Regions from separate parts of the Zea mays genome. Here region 1 is linked to region 2. The links are chromatin contacts, called in public Hi-C maps. All regions are on one chromosome and are shown on one strand. The core of a region is the stretch at or near the end of the contact, and the rest is flanking DNA. Distances in the headings are between cores, read along the strand shown.

Region 1 (5,796 bases), core at 399-2,898, 150 kb before region 2:
TCTGGCCGGCACTGTTCACGTGCTACGGTAACCGCACGTGAACAGTGGCCGCGGCTAACGTAACCATAATGACCTAGCTAATGGGCTTAAGGCCCATAACAACAACCTATTGTAATATTCTTGAGGATAGTTGATGGTGATGAGAGACCAACAATGGCTGAAATGTGGGCTACCATGGACCATGGAAAAAGAACATAAAAAATGTTTTGGAGCACAAAGAAAGAATAATAGAAGAAGTAATTTCTATTGTTGATAAGAGGTGGGACAGTCGGATGGATACCAATCTATATAGACTATAGAGCTAGAGCAACACTGTTTTTGAATCCAAACAAGTTCTTCGAAACCAGAGAGAACAATAAAAGACTTGCTACAAGACTATATTCAATATTTAATGATATATTGTAGAAGATGGAGATGGATGAAAATATACTAAACAAGGTGTGGTGTTTTTTAGTGTTCCAGCATGTTTTTAGTCTTAGCATATATAGAAAGTTATAAAAATATAATCACCGACTTATGTTCGACTAGTCAGTACTAGTCTTGACTAGTTTACTAGTCAGTAGTTGCACGACTCAACTCGACATCTCGACTTGAAAACATTGGCCACATGTCACCCGACATCAGTAGGTACATTTGGATAAAAGAGATTTGGATATTGAGCATTTTAAGTGTTGGCCTAGATAACACTACATGGCAAGTTCAAGGACTACTGATGCACTTCAATTAATTATGATGTGGTTGCTAAGTATGAGCAACTAAGAGCCAATACACCCGTATCCAAACAAAACTTGTTTATTTTAACTCAACCCAGAAAACCAAGAGGAAAAGACTGCACTCCTCTGGTCTCTAATTGGGTACATCACAACTATATTATGTCATTAGCATTGCCAATAGTATGCACAAGCGCATGCCGTACACGATTTTATTCTAATTCTAAGGGGTGAAACTACAATAAAACTAGATATTTTTAAGCAAACTGTACGTGCAGATTATAGTAAGCCCTCGTAGCTAGGTTCAATCTAGCACTTACAAGCTAAAAACGTGAATAGGACAACTAATAAGCTGCTGTGGAATGACAGTAACATCGACCTCCAGAGGATTTACCAATCCACAGCACAATCCAATTAAATCTAAACTAAAGTAGTCCATACCGGGTAATAAGAACCGATCGGATCGACTCACCACAACGAAGTATGCGACAACGAGGAGGAAACCCTGGGCTCCGAACGCGCGCCACGTCAGGGTGCCCAAGAGATAGGCGGCGGCGAAGCCGGAGGCGGACAGTCCCGAGAGAAGCAACGGCGATCCGGAGACAAAGACAGCGAGGTTGCTGGCAGCGGCGGACCGCCACGTCGGCGGCGACGTCAAGAAGGCGTCGGCGAGCGCGTCCCGGATGCCCGCCACGGCCCCCGCAGCAACGTCCGGGAGCGCGCGAGGCGGGGAAGGGGAGCGGTGGTACGGAACCCTGAGCCCTCGGCGGAACAGAGGGAGGGTTCTGGGCGCGGGGCGGTAGGAGAGGATGCGGGGCGACGAGGAGAAGGGGGCGTGGAGCGGGAGTGAGCACGCCATTTGAGACTAGAGAAGGGTGATGTGCTGAGTCTGAACTCTGAACTCGGGAAGCAGACAAGTAGGACTCCCTTACGTTTTCAAGAAAAAAAAAAGACTAATTTAGACCCGTTAACTATCGCCGCCATCCGATTTTCCTTCCTGATTTCCTAGGAAATCCCCCTTGGATCCCTCCTCGGATTTGAGTTTCAGAACTATCCATAAATCAGTATTGTACATCTTAAACAGTTTTAGTGACGATTTTAGAGTAACTTCAATTATTCTCTAAACAACTCCTTAAATCTTAAATTTATGAAATGAACAAAAATGTTTCTCCAAAAGTTCTCTAAATAGATTTGCTAAATTTAGTTAGTTGCTATCCAACGTCATTTACTTGGATTGACAACTGAATAGAAACTCCCTAAACGCAGTTGCTACCAATTTATTCACACGTGTGTGCTCATTTTTTTTCTTTCCCGAGCGACGAGGTAGCCAAATCCAACTCGTTTTCTCCCTTTTCTTAGCAGCGAGACAGCCAGGACCGGCGCACGTGACACAAACTTCTTCTCCACCGTGAGACCATCGTTGCCTCATACGTCATGTTGTCGAGCCTTCCCCCATAGGTCACTCCGACCGGCCTTGTCCTCCGCTCCCGAATCCTCTATTCTTGACCCCGTCACGGCGTCACTAGCCAGCGAAAGCGTGTCTATCAAAACTAAATTCAAAATTAAATTAGTCACTGAATATTAGGAACTATTAGAGACCAATCTATTTTGTACTCTCGATGGTTATTTAGCAACTTGCTAAATATGAGTTTAAAAATTTGTTTTCAGAGAAATACTGGAGTTGCTCTACCCATGTGACCCCAAGATAAATGGAATGAAGCTAAAAGCTAAAAAGATAAACAAACTAAAATGACTTCTCTACAAAAAAAATAAAATTGTTTAAATGTAATTTTAGAAGAAAAATAATGAAATTTAAAATCCTAAAACCTATTTTCATATTTAAAACCAATACAAAATACTCACTCTGTCTCACAATAGAGCTCGTTTTACCACTTGCTATTTATGTCTATATTCAAAAAATGCTAATGAATCTAGACACATACAAAACACATACACTGATTATTATATGGATCCAATAAAAGACTAAAACAAATTTTTAATTTATAACAGAAGGGTATGTTTTAGCTCAAAATATAAAGTAGTTTTAGTTTTTCCCCTCTATAAGCATGATCTATGTTATATCGTCTAGCTTGAAAAATCTTATTCACGCCCATTGATTATATCTATACAAATATTATGACAAGTGTGCTATCATCTGGATATTCATGTCACCTTACGCTTCATAGTTCATTACACTTAAACTCAATTAAATTTAATAGTTTGTAAAGCTTAACTAAATATATTAAACAAAGGGTGCATGCATGCATGCATGTGTGCAGCAGGGTGCATGTAGCCGCACATACTAACATAGTTTGAAAAATTATTTAGTGTGGATTGTGGAAGACTAGTACCCACTACGGTCTGATGATGTGTTACTTGTGTTTTTGTGTAGTTTGGAATATCGACTAATTATAATAGATAAGAGAGATACTAAAATAATAAGCCCAAAAAATGAGTCAATCAAGATGCAAACAATTTTAAGCCAGACACTATAACATAGAGCTTGATTTTAGAGAAAAAGGAGAACAACCTTCATAATATTTTGAACTACAATAAAGTTCTTTGAAATTTTAAGATTCAATCAAGTGTTAAAATTTTAACTTGTATTATCTTTTCATGTAAAAATATATCTGAATATTTTTTGACTTTTTATTAGTTTTTAATAATTTAAATATAGTTTGTTTTACCTCTTTAAACTTTTGAATTATTTTAAATCATATCAGCTGACACCACAAAAATAAAACTACTATTAAAACTGCTAGGTGTAAAGGTGAATGGTATCTAAAAATTTATAGAACAAGCAGAAAAACGAACGACGACGTTAATCGAGCAAGGTAAAATGGTCTTCAACAGCCATACCCTTTTCGCCCGGTGAGCCCATTGCGATGTCAAGCCCATCTTTGGTAGCCCGATTTAGCCCATGACTCGCGCACGCGTCGTCGTTAAGCCACCCCCTTAACCCTACCGCTGTGCCCGGAACGCCGCCGCCGCCTCCAATCAGCAAGGCAGCAACCATGGGAGATTTGTTGCTTCTTGCCAGACACAGCCGTGTCCCCGTGTACCTCGTCTCTCCTCCCAGTCTTTGGGCGTGCCTGCTTCATTCGTTCATTTCCTTGTAGCCCCAAATCTACGTGTGTGTTTTTCCTGCTGCCAAGTGATGCTGGGAATATTGCGCAAGGGCTTTGAGCAATTCGTGGCTTGTGTTTGCCGAATGCGATGAGATCACAACATATGTATGTATTATCCCTTCTGATGGCAGCAGTTTTCGGTCCTGGATCTGCACCCTTTTGCGAGGAAACTTCATTTGCTTTGTAGTCTTGTGATTGTTCAGTTTTCTACAAAAAAAGCATTTAATTTGCCGTTTCTACCTGGCATTTTTTCCTGAGATATAAGATTTATTCACACCCCTTTCCAATGGCAAGTGATGCTGGGATTATTGCGCAAGGGCTATGAGCAGTTCATGGGCACTTGTAGCCCAACCCGCGGTGATATGAATACATGACATCCCTTCTGATGCCAATTTGGTTTTGCTTAAGAAATCGACTTACATAACCGCTGTTCTATGTACGCTTTGCCTGTTGCTTGATTTATGCTAGATAACATTAGCAGTTTTACAAATTAGCTTTCGCGATTTTGTTATAATGATATTTCATGTCATTTACATTCAAGCATAATGCCAAACTCTCTTCAGTCTTCACAGATGCTTCGGATAAGTGAGATGCGTCCGTCTTCGCAGCGTTGGTAGCGTTTGGGCACAAGCTAAATCCAAGAAGCTCATTAAGCTTTGGACTATCCTAGTTTTTCGAGAAATTCATGAACTTCTGGGCACAATATGGCTGTCCAAAAATATGTTTCATAATTATGGTTCCTGGTAAATGGTATTCATATTTATGGTTCCAAATTCTTTAATATAAAAATATGTTTCATAATTAATCTAACAATATTTATTTTGATATAATAAAAAATGTTGATACTTTTTCTATCTATAGTTAATAAAATTTATAGCTTACTAAAACATGGGCTTGTGTTAGTTTTATTTTTTTGAAATAGCATGACATAATTCTATTTTTTTTTTGAAACAGACGAAGTACATATTTAATTAATTTTGAAATGTGGGTGATTGGCTTTATAAGGGTACGTTTGGGATCTAACTAAAAGTGACAAATGATATCATTTTATTATTCAAGTCACCTTTAACTTTGTCTGTTTGGATATTTAGCCTCTATAAAATGACTCACTTTTATTTTATCTCATGTCATCCAAACATGCCCTAGTTAGACCATCTCAGAGTAGAGGCATTCACAAACCTATTTTTAAAATACCTCCCATGTGTTGAAATAGTAGGCTCCAACAGATAAGCTATTTTTGGTAGGCCCAACGCGTACAATACATCTCCGAAAACATACGTCCCTAACTACGTAACTCCCAACCAACTGTTTTTCTACTTCCGTGCGCTCGAGGAAGGGGGTGGACGGCGTCCTATGTGTGGAAGTCAAGACGCAGCCGCCGAGCGAGTGCATCCGCTTGAAGCTCTTGGCGGCGTTCAGCTTCTTCATGTTCAGGACCGATGAAATGGAAGATGGTGTCGTGGCTGATGTTTCTGTTGGTGGGCCGCGTCCGCCTCGTATGCATCATCCGAACGCTCGTGTGGATGGGCCGGATTGAAGAAAGTGATCCATTGGCCGCCTACGTGCACGAGAATAGCTAGGTCTGGTTTGCTAGCTTGTAAGCAAGCAATACTTATGCACTGTATGATGGAAGGGGCAGGGATTATCGAAAACATGAATAACTATTTTCTCACTGAATAAGATACTCCATCTTTCCTGTGACCTTCCCTTCCTCTTCTCATGTATCTTCCTTCACTCCTGTTATATATCTTCCTCCACTCATGTTGTTCTGTTAGGGGGTGTTTGGTTTAAAGAATCACTAAATCCAAATTGAGGTGATGTATCATGGGTTCATTTCTCAAATTTGGTGGGATGACCCCATTCCTCATATTAGTACTAACTAACTATGAGGAATGAGGTGGTGATGGATCAACTCATTCCATTACACAAACCAAACAAAAATAGTGAGGAGTGAGAAG
Region 2 (5,959 bases), core at 1,063-3,562:
CCGCAAGTGCATTGTAGGATGGTTGGTTGCTACAACTTTTAGATTGTTTGCTGCACTTTTCCATATAAAATTAAGGCTAGAACAAGAATGTCAAATCTAGAATATGTGGAGCATTGTTAACAAATTCCATTGTTTCAAATTGCTGATTATAATTCTAGTGTCTGCTACTGCCCCATAAATATTGGCTTTCCTATCTTGCTAGAAGACTTAGCCAATTTTCGAGGCAAGCTTGATCTTCAAACAACACCATGGCCATGTATATCAAACCCACGTTCTCTGTCTTACAAAGCGTACAACCACATCACATATACTAACAAGCAAAAGCAGTTCCCAGCTTTGAGGAGAAGCGTTACTAATATATGCATAAAGGACTCCATGCTACCTAGTTGTCTCCGGTGGATCATGAAAAATGAGGGTTTAGTAGGTGGCACTGTTTACACATTGGAGTTTGAAATATGGGATGGGATATGGAAGCTGCTGGGATAGACGCTCAAAAATAGTACACGACACGCGACGCACCTCATCTTCGGTCTGGTTTCTGGCACAGGGTGCATTAGCAACTGGCAGAAGGATGCTTCCTTGGGCCATTTGAACAGCAACTGCGGTGGCAACACCCGGTGCCGCAGATTCGCCATTGCCCGCATCTTGTCCTCCATCGTTTCGAACGTATAGAACAGCTGCAGTCCGCGAAGCAAACAAACACAAGCGACGTCAAGACGTAGACGTGGCGTAAAACAGAAGTATATTTGACGTGTGAAGCGAACGCACACCGACACGCACCTCGAACAAGAGCACACCCAGTCTGTAGACGTCAGAGGCGAAGGTAGCGGCGCTGTCGTCCGCATCCTCAGGGCTGGTGTACCAGCTGAGCTCCATGGCCAGCACGCTCTTGAGCGGGAACGACCTCCCCGCGCGCTCCTCGCCGGGGACGGCGCTGTCGCGTCGCCGCAGCGGAGGCGAGGCGTCCGGGTCCGGGTCCGGGTCCGGGTCGCCGTCGGCGTCCTCGGAGGCGTCAGAGCCCGAGCACGAGCCCGAGGCGTCGGAGCCGGAGGCGGACTCGATGAAGGCGACGCGCGCGAAGGGCGGCGACACGACGAAGCACGACGGCCGCGCGCTGCCCACGGCCACCCCCTGCGCGTGCGCGACTGCCACCGCCTCCGCCACCTGCCTGAACACGTGCACGCACTCTGCCGCCTCCACCGCTCGGCCCGGCCGGTCCAGCCACTCCCGCAGGCTCACCTCGCCCCCGTCCTCCCCTCGTCTCCCTTCCTCCGCCGCATCACCCTCCGCCTCCCCCCACCGCCGCCCGCCGCCGCCAACACCGCCACGGGACGGCTCCATACCACACGCTCAACCCCCTCCACTCCACTCTACCCCATGACCGGGATCACCTCCGATTCGCCGAGTCCCGCACCTCCTCCACCTCCATGCACTGCTCCGCGAGGCCCATCTAAAGCAGAAGGGGATAAGGATCTGAACCGCAGCAAGCAGCAACCTGATCCCGTAGAAGAAACAGCGAGGTGGGAGGAGCAGTCACCAGGTGAGAGGAGTGGAGCGGAGGCGAGCAGCGAGCCACACAAACCCGCTTTATAAATCGCGGCTCTCTCGTCTACTACTGCTTTATTTCTTACGCCTCGGTAGCCCGCCTCCCAGCCGCACATCGCCCGCGACCCTTACCCACGAACACCTCGCCCTCGCCCTCGCCCCAGTTCGGAGCGGCACAGCGACCAGGGGCCAGGGCCAGTCCATCTCCCTCGCCCCCGAACTGCTCTACAGGACCAGTAGTCCAGTACTCCAGTACCACACCTGCATTAGACACCAAACCTGACCGCGGACATGAAACGACGGCGCTGCCTTGACTTGACGCCCACCCCCGCTGGCTGCCGCGCTGCCGCTGCGCGCGGAGGTGGAAGAAAACGGAGCCGGCGAGGCCCAGCAACAACAGCTCGAGCGCCCACACGCGCCCCTACGCCTCTCCAACCCTACTCGGCTACTCCTCAAGCTCTCCCCCGTTCTACTGATACTTCCCAGGCGATTCCCAAAGAGATTTGCCTCGAGGACGAGATCAAGACCAGAATTATCGTTTAAAATTCGAAAAAAAAACGAAGAAGAAGAACTGATGACGTGGCGCTACTAATAACGGAAACCCCGGGACCACGCAAAAGACAGAAGCCGTCAAGCCACGCGGCCTGCACCGTCTCAGTCTCATGACACCTGGGCCCGTGACCACGCAGTGGCCAATCGACCGGCGGTGACTCGCTGCCGGCTAGGCTCGCGTGAGAAACCGCCTGCCACGAAGTGGATCAAAAGGGCGCTTGTTTTTCCAAAAGCGCACACCTGGGTTTCGATAGTGGAAAGCGCCGTGTAGCTGTACCGGGCCCACTCGTCGGCCTGCTACCCGAGCGTCAGCGCGTGGGCCGCGCCCGGCCGAGGACTGACGAGCAGTTTGACCCAATGGGTGGCCCGTCGCTGTCCGCGGGTGCGCTTTTATATATTCCGCCGAGGAGCCCAAGCCCAACCGTCAGCGGGCACCGCATCTAGGCGTTGGCAGAGGCCAGGTGCGGGCGCGACGGACGTGGCGCGACGGCGGCCGCACGCCCGTGGTGCGTGGGGACTGGAGACTCCAGGCGCCCCAACGCGGGCCACGTTGCTCGGTGGCCGGGAGTGGTAATAATTTTCTGAGGGGCTACATTTGTTTAGCGGAGGCACGTTTTGTTTCCGTGGTGACTGGTGAGTTTAGCACTTTAGCTAACGAATTATTTAGGGAAATTTGGATCCATACCATTAAAAGATCACCACTTTGGATCCATACCATTACTATCTCACTTACATGTGGGTCCACATGAGTCAATGACATGTGGGGTCCATGGTATATATCTAAAGTTTGGATCTTTTAATGGTATAGATTCAATTGTTCCAATTATTTAACTGGATTGGGCTAACTAACGAACTAAGGTGGCATTTGGTTCTCATCTTTATAACATTATGGATAACTGATAACGTTATATTATACTTCCTCCAGTTTTTTATATTTGACGTTGGTTAGTGTAAACTTGAACTAGCTAGCGTCAAATAAAAAAATGAAGCTAGTATTTATTTAGGACCAAACATAATTAGATACGACATTAGAAACTAATACTGTTCTATTTAAATTTGTTATCACTGTTACTCGATTGTAAATCATTATCATTTATGTTACATTGTATGAATCAAACAACACCTTGGTGTTGGGTTTAGACGTTGTTAAGGGAATGATGTTGGGTTTAGACATTGTTAAGGGAATGATAATGAGATCTCTTATCAGTGATAATTGTTACTAGTTATAATTGGATTAGATATTAGTATCTAGTAATATTAGAAAGAGCTCAACAAAACAAAATTATCGGTATCTAATACCTATGTAAATTATTTACGTTACATTTCCGTGAACCAAACACCATCTAAATGTTCTCTACTACTTATTAAGGCGGTAAGGGGTAGGCTGCCATTCCAGTGTTCTGACATTCCCATTGTTGAGAACTACGTTACCACGGATCACCAGATCCGCTCCCTTCCCTCCCGTCAGCAGTAGAGGCGCAAGAAGATGTAGAGAACCCGTCTCCCTTCCCATAAGCACGACAGAGGAAACACACGAGACGCTGGATATAGGGTTGGGCCTCTAGCCTCTTTCTGATCTCTGTTCCATATGAGGGGGTACATGTTCTATATATAGAGACGTGATTGCCCTCAGGGGCATATTCGGTATTTGCCCACATATCCCTTCATTAGGGTTTCTCAACACTCCCCCTTGGGCGAATACCGCGACCAACACATGCCTCATTAAAACTCCCAAAAAACCCAGTGGGAAAATATGGAGAAAGAGCGCATGGTGACGCATATTGCATTTGCACTTTGTTGCCTCATTAAAAACCTCATGTGAGAAACTTCAGAAAAACTCACCAAGGAAAAAGAGTACAACAACTGTCATCAGGACATATTTCGATCTTCTATATCTAGATTCAATTGAATCTACTATAAAGGCTAACTTTAGGAATGTGCTCCCCCTGATCCTTGCAAAACCATATCAATAAGGCAAAACATCTTCTTCTGGAAGTATATGCATATAAAGATTTAGCAAACGGATTGCATATCCTTGCAAGGACTATTTCAGGAACTTTACCTCTACTCACTTCTAGGATATACGAGGTAAGTGCATGTATCAATATAAATAAGTCACTTTGATTGATGGTGTTTGATCGACTGGATCTATATATTTGATAGAAAGTTCCATAAAGGTTCACATATTGATCATCAAGCTCACGCCTTCAGTGCATAGAATATGACATTTATTGTCTCATGATTGTGATCAATATAAGCATTCACTCCTCGTGACGATGACATCTGTCAAAGTCGTTATCCCTCATAACTCAAGCATATTCTTCAAGATATATGTCTCATTGTTCATCTGGAATAACGAGAATGGACGAGGTTGGGGTGCTATCATTTCCTATCTTACACCACACTTTATACATAGTTGTGCAAAGCAAATAACATGTCCTTCAATAGGACTTAGGGGATAATATAGTTGCAATAGTACATATTCTAAACATGACACATCGCTCCAGGCGTTCATCCATTGCAACATCTATGATGGTGTAACAAAAGTCCATCAAAGATCGTAATCCATCAGGGATTTTTCATCGATCAGATACATCGTTATAGTCTGTCATTCTGGCATGATGGGGATATTTTTGCCAGTAACACCTAAACCTTATAGGTTTCTGCCATCGGGTCTTTAGAGGATACCGTAATTCCACATCAAGTGGAAAATACCATGAGTAAAACTCGTGGAATGCACATGTGCTTATTCGGTGAACTTCAAGTCCTTTGGTACCTCATCTTATTTCTTTTCGGGTCTGTATGGGTCTTTATCCCTTTATAGGGATTATCAAACTTTGGTGTTCAACACAGACTTTATTTCTTCTAGAAAAGTTCCATCAAGGAACTATAATCTCATCTAGGATATATTCTCTCTACATAGAAGAGTGTTAATTCATCAGGAATGTATTATTCGGTATGAGATTTATATGTTGCATATTTATAATTCAAAGATATGGATCCTCTTAGGATCTCATGACGGATCTTCAGAATCCTATTAACTGCATAATTTAATTCATGCCATTTGCCAGATATATTACATAGCGGAACAATGTTTATTCAACACATACGTGAGATGGGTCTCTCACAAGACCACTTAAACCATCACATTCACCACACATTATTTCAATAGTGTCCATAAATGTCCGAACTTCAAGCTCGTGACTTTCATTTTGCGATTATTGGTTCAGCCTCGATTGCATTTATCAATGACCCGATAAGAGAGCTTCAAGCACTCATGCCTAGGACTTTGGTTTGGATCCCTTTGCAATCTATAGAGGCAAGATAAGTGTCGACATATTTGTCTCCCACATTTAATAATGATCTCCGTCATTTCCCAAAACGAAAGATTCATTGTTCCGAATTCCTAGCACAATGATATTGCGCGCATTGCTAGGAATTTCATCATCAAGATGAACCTCTTCGTGAGGCAAATCACCATCAGGGTGAATTCATCATCAAGATAACTCTCATCCGAATAATTCACCCTGATGGTGATTTGCCTCACAAAGAGGTTCATCTTGATGATGAAATTCCTAGCAATGCGCGCAATATCATTGTGCTGGGAATACGAACAATGAATCTTTCGTTTTGGGAAATAACGAAGATCATTATTAAATGTGGGAGACAAATATGTCGACACCTATATTGCCTCTCTAGATTGCAAATGGATCCAAAACAAAGTCCTAGGCATGAGTGCTTTAAGCTCTCTTATCGGGTCATTGATAAATGCAATCGAGACTGGACCAAGAATCGCAAAATGAAAGTCGCGAGCTTGAAGTTTGGACATTTATGGGCACTATTGAAATAATGTGTGGTGAAT

What was found. Hi-C and Micro-C count contacts between places; a contact is called where the count stands out from the background.
Region 1: a contact with region 2 is called in a Hi-C map of tassel, with 2.4 times the contacts expected there. The contact joins the promoter of LOC100283913 here to the promoter of LOC103636244 in region 2. A contact is called at or near these places in 3 of 25 Hi-C or Micro-C datasets (ear, leaf and tassel).

Annotation. Positions count from the first base shown.
Region 1 is chr8:160,052,531-160,058,326 of Zm-B73-REFERENCE-NAM-5.0, reverse strand. It overlaps LOC100283913 (putative conserved membrane protein), which reads right to left and starts at 1,648. Exons shown (of 5, transcript NM_001156811.1): 1 at 1,183-1,648. The coding sequence starts at 1,569. LOC103636251 (a long non-coding RNA gene) reads left to right here and starts at 3,581. Exons shown (of 2, transcript XR_557891.4): 1 at 3,581-3,943; 2 at 4,402-5,541.
Region 2 is chr8:159,905,016-159,910,974 of Zm-B73-REFERENCE-NAM-5.0, reverse strand. LOC103636244 (protein SPA1-RELATED 4) reads right to left here and starts at 2,312. Exons shown (of 7, transcript XR_557890.4): 1 at 781-2,312; 2 at 520-677.